2 separate regions of the Macaca mulatta genome follow, and region 1 is linked to region 2. A link is a contact called in public Hi-C data. All regions are on one chromosome and are shown on one strand. Each heading gives the region's core, a stretch centred on a gene start, on an enhancer-like site or on the middle of the called end of the contact. The rest is flanking DNA. Distances are from core to core; before and after follow the strand shown. Region 1 holds the start of CENPX (centromere protein X). Region 2 has its middle 6.8 kb from the start of NOTUM.

Region 1 (2,700 bases), core at 196-2,695, 60 kb before region 2:
AGGTCTCTCACCTTTAAGTCCAGAAAGCGCAGCACGGTGTTGGCACACAGGCCTCGGAGCAGCAGTGTGGCCCCTGTGTAAGGGGGGCCAGCGGTCACTCTCTGCCCCTCCTGACCCCAAGATCCTCCCCGTTGGCCCCTTTTCAGGGCAGCTCCCTAGACCCAGGGAGGGACAACTGTCCCGGTGGTCTGGGTTGGCGCTGGCCAAGAGTCTCGCTGTGAAGTCATGTTTGAAACACCTGCAGCCCCTTCAGGCACCAAGCCGGCTCAGCACGCGGGGAACCAGCTAAGAGGGACATGTTAAGGTCTCTCCCCTGTCCTACAGAGGAACTGTCCTCTACTCCCAGGTGCAGGAAGGGGCGCCCCTGCTCGCTTTAACCGAGGCACAGAAAGAGGAGAGCATGGAGAGGAAGCGACCTCTGGGGCTGCCGAGGCAACAGTGTGGGCAGCTAAGGAGCAGAGGGATCCACCCCGCCGCGCCTGCCCACCTTCCTCGCTGAGCATGCAGTCACTCAGGACCAGCTCCGTGCACAGCATCTCCCTCGGCAGCAGCTTGCCCAGGGCCCTGCAGGTCTCCACCGTCAGGCTCTGCGTGGCCAGGTCCAGCCGGCCCCTGGGAAGCTGGTGCAGCTGCTGCAGGACAGCCTCCTGGGGCTCGGCCCCACTCTCCCTGCACAGGCGGCTGTAGGAGCGCCGGAACTCCTCCATGACCCGCGGGGCCGGCAGGGCCTCCTCCGCATGCTCCCGCAGCTGCTTAAAGGGAGCCGCTCGGTGCGGAGCAGTCCCAGCGCCGGGTACGGCAGACGGGGCCTCCGCCGACCCAGACGAATCCGAGTGGGCTCTGCGGGCGGGAGGTCCTGGAGCGCGGGGGCTGGGCGGTAGGGCTGGGGCCCCGCAGTGCTTGGGGACTACCCGTGCAGGAAGCAGGCAGGCGCGTCGCGCGACCCCTCCAGGCCCTGCCGCGCCTGCAGCCCCAACCCCCGCCCTCGCGACTGCCGCGTCGGGGCCTCAGTATCCAGGAAGAACAAGGCGCCCCGGGAGAGGCCGCGGGAACTACAACTCCCAGCAGGCTCTGCGCAGGCAGCCCTCGGTGCGGGCCAATGAAAACAAAGGAACTGGCGCGCCCTTCGGGCCGCAAGCTGAAAGGGGGCAGCGCGCTCCAGGTTCATTGGCTAGAGGCATGAGGGTGGGGCCCCGAAGGGGCATGCTCCGGGCTCATTGGCTGATGGGTGTGAGGGTGGTGTCCCGGAAGGGAGCGCTCCGGGTTTATTGGCTGAGGGACGTGAGGGCGGGGCTGATGGAGGGCGCGCTCCGGCCTCATTGGCTGAGACATTGGGGCGGGGCTCCGAGAGAAGGCGCTCCGGGCTCATTGGGTAGGGGAGCGGGGCGGGGCTCCGAGGGCGCGCTCTGCGCTCATTGGCTGGAGGGGCGGGGTTCCGGAGGGCGCGCTTCGATGCTGCGATCATGGAGGGAGTCGGAGCTGGAGCCGGCTTCCGGAAGGTGAGGGCCGGCAGGCAGGGGCCAGGGAGGTGTGGACGCTCCGTCCCGACCCCACGCGTGACACCGTGAGGGCCAGACGCCAGCCCCCGCGCCGCCCACCTGTGTCTTTGAGGTTGGGCCCGTTCTCAGACTCCGACCCCAGCCCGGCCGCGCGCCCCGCGCCCTCCTGGGCGGGGTCTCGCAGCTAGTAGGAGGGCGCGTGGGGCAGCCGGGGCTGCGGGAAGGTGGAGAGGGTCTGCAGAAACAGGCAGGGGTGGGCGCCTTCATGGCGGAGTCCAAGCCGGCGAAGAGAGAGGACGAGCTGGGCCGCCGCCCTGCGCCCTGAGCCTGGGGTCTCCTGTTAAGGGGAGATCAGGCCCCAGGACGGGGACAGTGAGACCATCCAGCCCGAGGAGCCGGCAGGACCTACCCTAGCCGCCAGGCACAGTGGTTTCCCTTTTGCCTGCTCCCTAGTGGGCACCAGCACTGAGCTAGGAACGCGTGGTTTCCTCGGTACTCCACGTTACTCACACTTGACACGGATTAACCCCACCCGCGAGTGGGGAAACTGAGGCACGGGGGCGTTAAGTGACTCAGCAGAGCTAGGGTCAGACCCAGGCCGTCTGAGCCAGGATCCACCCAGGCTGCAAGGCGTGCCCCGCTCTTCCCTGCCCCTGGCAAGTGGAGCTCTCACAGGGTGCCATGTGCAGAGTCCATGTGCGGGGTCCCATCGGTGCAGGTAGAGTGGTTTCTGAGCCTTTCTTTCTTTTGCTCTACCTGAAGGTTGGGGCACTGAGCTTCCTCAGTGTCAGCAGGGCCTCGTGGGCCTCTGTGGCCTGGGAAGGGAGGGTCTCAGGCCCTTGTGAACCCATCCTGGGGGGAGGACTTCAGGGAAGTCGTGTAGAAGCAGGGAGAATTCTTTGTTTCTCCTGCATCGGGCCCTTCTTTATCACCCGAGACAGCAGGGGGTCAGTGTGGGGCACTCTGGTGGAGTTGCTGAAGATTCTCGCCAGAACTCAGAAGGAGAAAGTCACTGAGGCCTGGGCCACCTCACTGGGTGGTTGGGAGAATCCACCAGGTTAGAGTAGCTGAAAGGCCACTGCCGGAGAGGGGGCACTGGGGACACACCCCAGGAGGTCATGTGTTCTCTCCATCAAGCCCACCTGACAACTAGAGGCCCGAGGGCTCTGGCCAGAGCTGGAGTTGTGGTCATTGCAGAGGA
Region 2 (2,700 bases), core at 159-2,658:
GATACCTGGGCAGGTTCACAATCCCACCTCAGGGCCAGGCAGGGTGGCGCACCACTGTAATCCCAGCATCTGGGGCGGCTAAGGGGGAGGATCATATGAGCCTGAGTTCAAGCCCAGCCTGGACAACATAGTGAGACCCCATCGCCACAAAAAAAATTAAAAAGTGTGGTGGTACACACCTGTAGTCCAAGGTACCCAGGAGGCTGAGGCAGGAGGATCACTTGAGCCCGGGAGTTCAGGGCTCAGGCAGTGATCGCACCACTGCACTCCAGCCTGGCAACACAGGGTAGGACCTTGTCTCTAAAAATAATAACAACAAAAGAATCGCCACTCATACATAAATGTGCGAGAGGGCTCACGCTATTTATTTTATTAAAAGAATCTAGTTTCTATGTTGCTGCCGTCTGGCCACTTGGGACCTTGCTCAACCTCAGTTCTGAGGACAGCATAGTGCTGGTTCTTCTTCTTGGTCCGACCCCTCTCCGGTTTAACTAGTTTTGTGTTTGTTTGTTTGTTTGACACAGAGTCTCACTCTGTCACCCAGGCTGGAGTGCAGTGGCATGATCTCAGCTCATTCTAACCTCCATCTCCTGGGTTCAAGGAGTTCTCGGCCGGGCATGGTGGCTCACGCCTGTAATCCCAGCACTGTGGAAGGCCAAGGGGGGCGGATCGCAAGGTCAGGAGATCGAGACCATCCTGGCTAACACGGTGAAACCCTGTCTCTACTAAAAATACGAAAAAATTAGCCGGGCGTGGTGGCGGGCGCCTATAGTCCCAGCTACTCGGGAGGCTGAGGCAGGAGAATGGCATGAACCCGGGAGGCAGAGCTTGCAGTGAGCCGAGATCCCGCCACTGCACTCCAGCCTGGGTGACAGAGCGAGACTCCGTCTCAAAAAAAAAAACCCAAAAAGAATTATCGTGCCTCAGCATCCCAAGTAGCTGGGATTACACAGGCACGCACCACCACCATGCCTGGCTGATTTTTTTTTTTTTTCATCCCATGGGTTTTCCTTCTGTAATGATTTTTGTGTTTTTAGCAGAGACAGGGTTTCGCCATGTTGGCCAGGCTGGTCTCGAACTTCTGACCTCAGGTGATCTGCCTGCCTCGGCCTCCCAAAGTGCTGGGATTACAGGCGTGAGCCACCGCACCCAGCCCAGTTTAACTAGTTCTGAGGAGCAACTGTAGCCAGGTCTGGAGAGGGCTCGGCTGCCACCTTCCCTCCCAGCTAGACAGCTGCTCCCAGAATCTGCTTTGAATTAAAAATGGCGTGGCCCTTTAAGAGAAGCATCCGCTGGCCGCCCCCGCCGCCGCCGCCCCTCTTTGATGTCGCTGGCGCTGAAAGGTTCCCAGTGGCAAGATCTGAGGGTTTGTTTCTGCCTCCCCAGAGGCCACGTGGGGATCACAGGGAGGGAGGGAGGGCGAGCGAAGGTCACATGGCCTCCCTGGCCTGCTGCCGCTGTTGCGGCAGGAGCAGGAGCAGGAGCGTGGGGACCAGCAGGCTGGACGGGTGGGGGCCCGGCCTGCAGCTCGTGAGGGCGGTGGAGCCTGGCAGCTGGGAGGGCAAAGGACCAGCCTCTCTGCCCCTCCCCTTGGCATCCAGGAGCCTGACCTCCAGCCTCCCTCACCTGTCCAGGAAGGAGCCACACACTCTCTGCGTGATGTCCCAAGAGGCTGCATCTCCACTGATGAGCTGGGACTCCCCCATCCCCATGCCCCTCCTCCCCCAGCTCTGGAAGGTGGCCTTTCCCTGGTGGGCCTGCCACTCCCAGTAGGCTACATGTTGGCACCAGCCAGGTGAAGCCTTAGGGAGGAGGCGGGATGGGGCGGGGTTCAGCTGCAGGGGTGCCAACAGGGGCAGATCCCGCCAAATACCTGGGTCCAAAAATGACAGCCTCGCCTCCCCACTGGGTTCCAGGAGCTCTCACCTGGGTGAAGGACATCCTAAGGCAAGGCGGATCCTTTCCACCAGGGAACTCAGAGGCCACTCAGTCCAGGCACTGGGGACGGGGAGAGGGCAGCCGCAACACCAAGCCCAGTAGCAGCCGCCCCGCCCGGTGGCCCCCCTCGCCCCTCCGAGGACCTGGGCGAGAGCCACAGCAGCTCCTGACGAGGGACTTGGCTCATTAAGGTCCCAGGATATGAGGCCAAGAAGGGTCCTTCTGATGGATGGGGTGACTAGAAAAGGAGGTTGGGGAAAACCAAAAGGGGGCCAAGCTCTGCGACGGCAGCGCTTGGCCTCAGGGCACCTCCCCCACTCTGAGCCGACTGCAGAGCAGGGCCTCCCCCAAGAGCCAGCCAAGGGGAAAGTGGGCGGCCTCCCCCAAGAGACAGCCACATGGGGAAGCGGGTGGCCCGCCTCACTTCCCTGCTCACTTGGGCCTCAGAAGCCAGCAGCTGGGGCGCAGGGCAGCCCAGGTGGCCAGGCGGGGCGGGGCGGCTGAGGCCAGCACACAACAGCTGGGCCCCAGACGGCCGGCAGCAGCTGGAGCCCAGAGCGGCCCTGGCGCTCAAGGCCCTTGGGGGAGGGGCCCGGGATGTGCGGCAGGGAGCCGCCTCCAGTCTGGACAGGGAAGCCGGGTCCGCGGCTGCCTGACATGCTGTGTGCTGGAGGCTCGTATCACCAAGCTCCAGGGCCCCACACGAGGTCTCCAGGGGACCCCTGTACCGCCAACCACCCTCCATCACACCCTCCTCCCTCT

Evidence for each region. A called contact is a pair of places that touch in the nucleus more often than the background predicts.
Region 1: a contact with region 2 is called in a Hi-C map of blood, with 6 times the contacts expected there. The contact joins the promoter of CENPX here to the enhancer-like site in region 2. A contact is called at or near these places in 8 of 14 Hi-C or Micro-C datasets (CD4 T cells, blood, cortical neurons and 4 more).

What each region holds. Positions count from the first base shown.
Region 1 is chr16:91,693,156-91,695,855 of T2T-MMU8v2.0, reverse strand. CENPX (centromere protein X) reads left to right here and starts at 1,445. Exons shown (of 5, transcript XM_015120611.3): 1 at 1,445-1,499. The coding sequence starts at 1,464. LRRC45 (leucine rich repeat containing 45) reads right to left here and starts at 1,025. Exons shown (of 17, transcript XM_001112894.5): 1 at 488-1,025; 2 at 12-73. The coding sequence starts at 707.
Region 2 is chr16:91,633,204-91,635,903 of T2T-MMU8v2.0, reverse strand. No RefSeq gene overlaps it. Among named protein-coding and RNA genes, the nearest start is that of NOTUM, 6.8 kb to the right of the region's middle. Within about 2 kb of position 1,408, at least 18 of the 40 cell types and tissues checked have an H3K27ac peak or open chromatin away from gene starts, as enhancers often do. A contact at or near this core is called in CD4 T cells and blood, where this site is marked.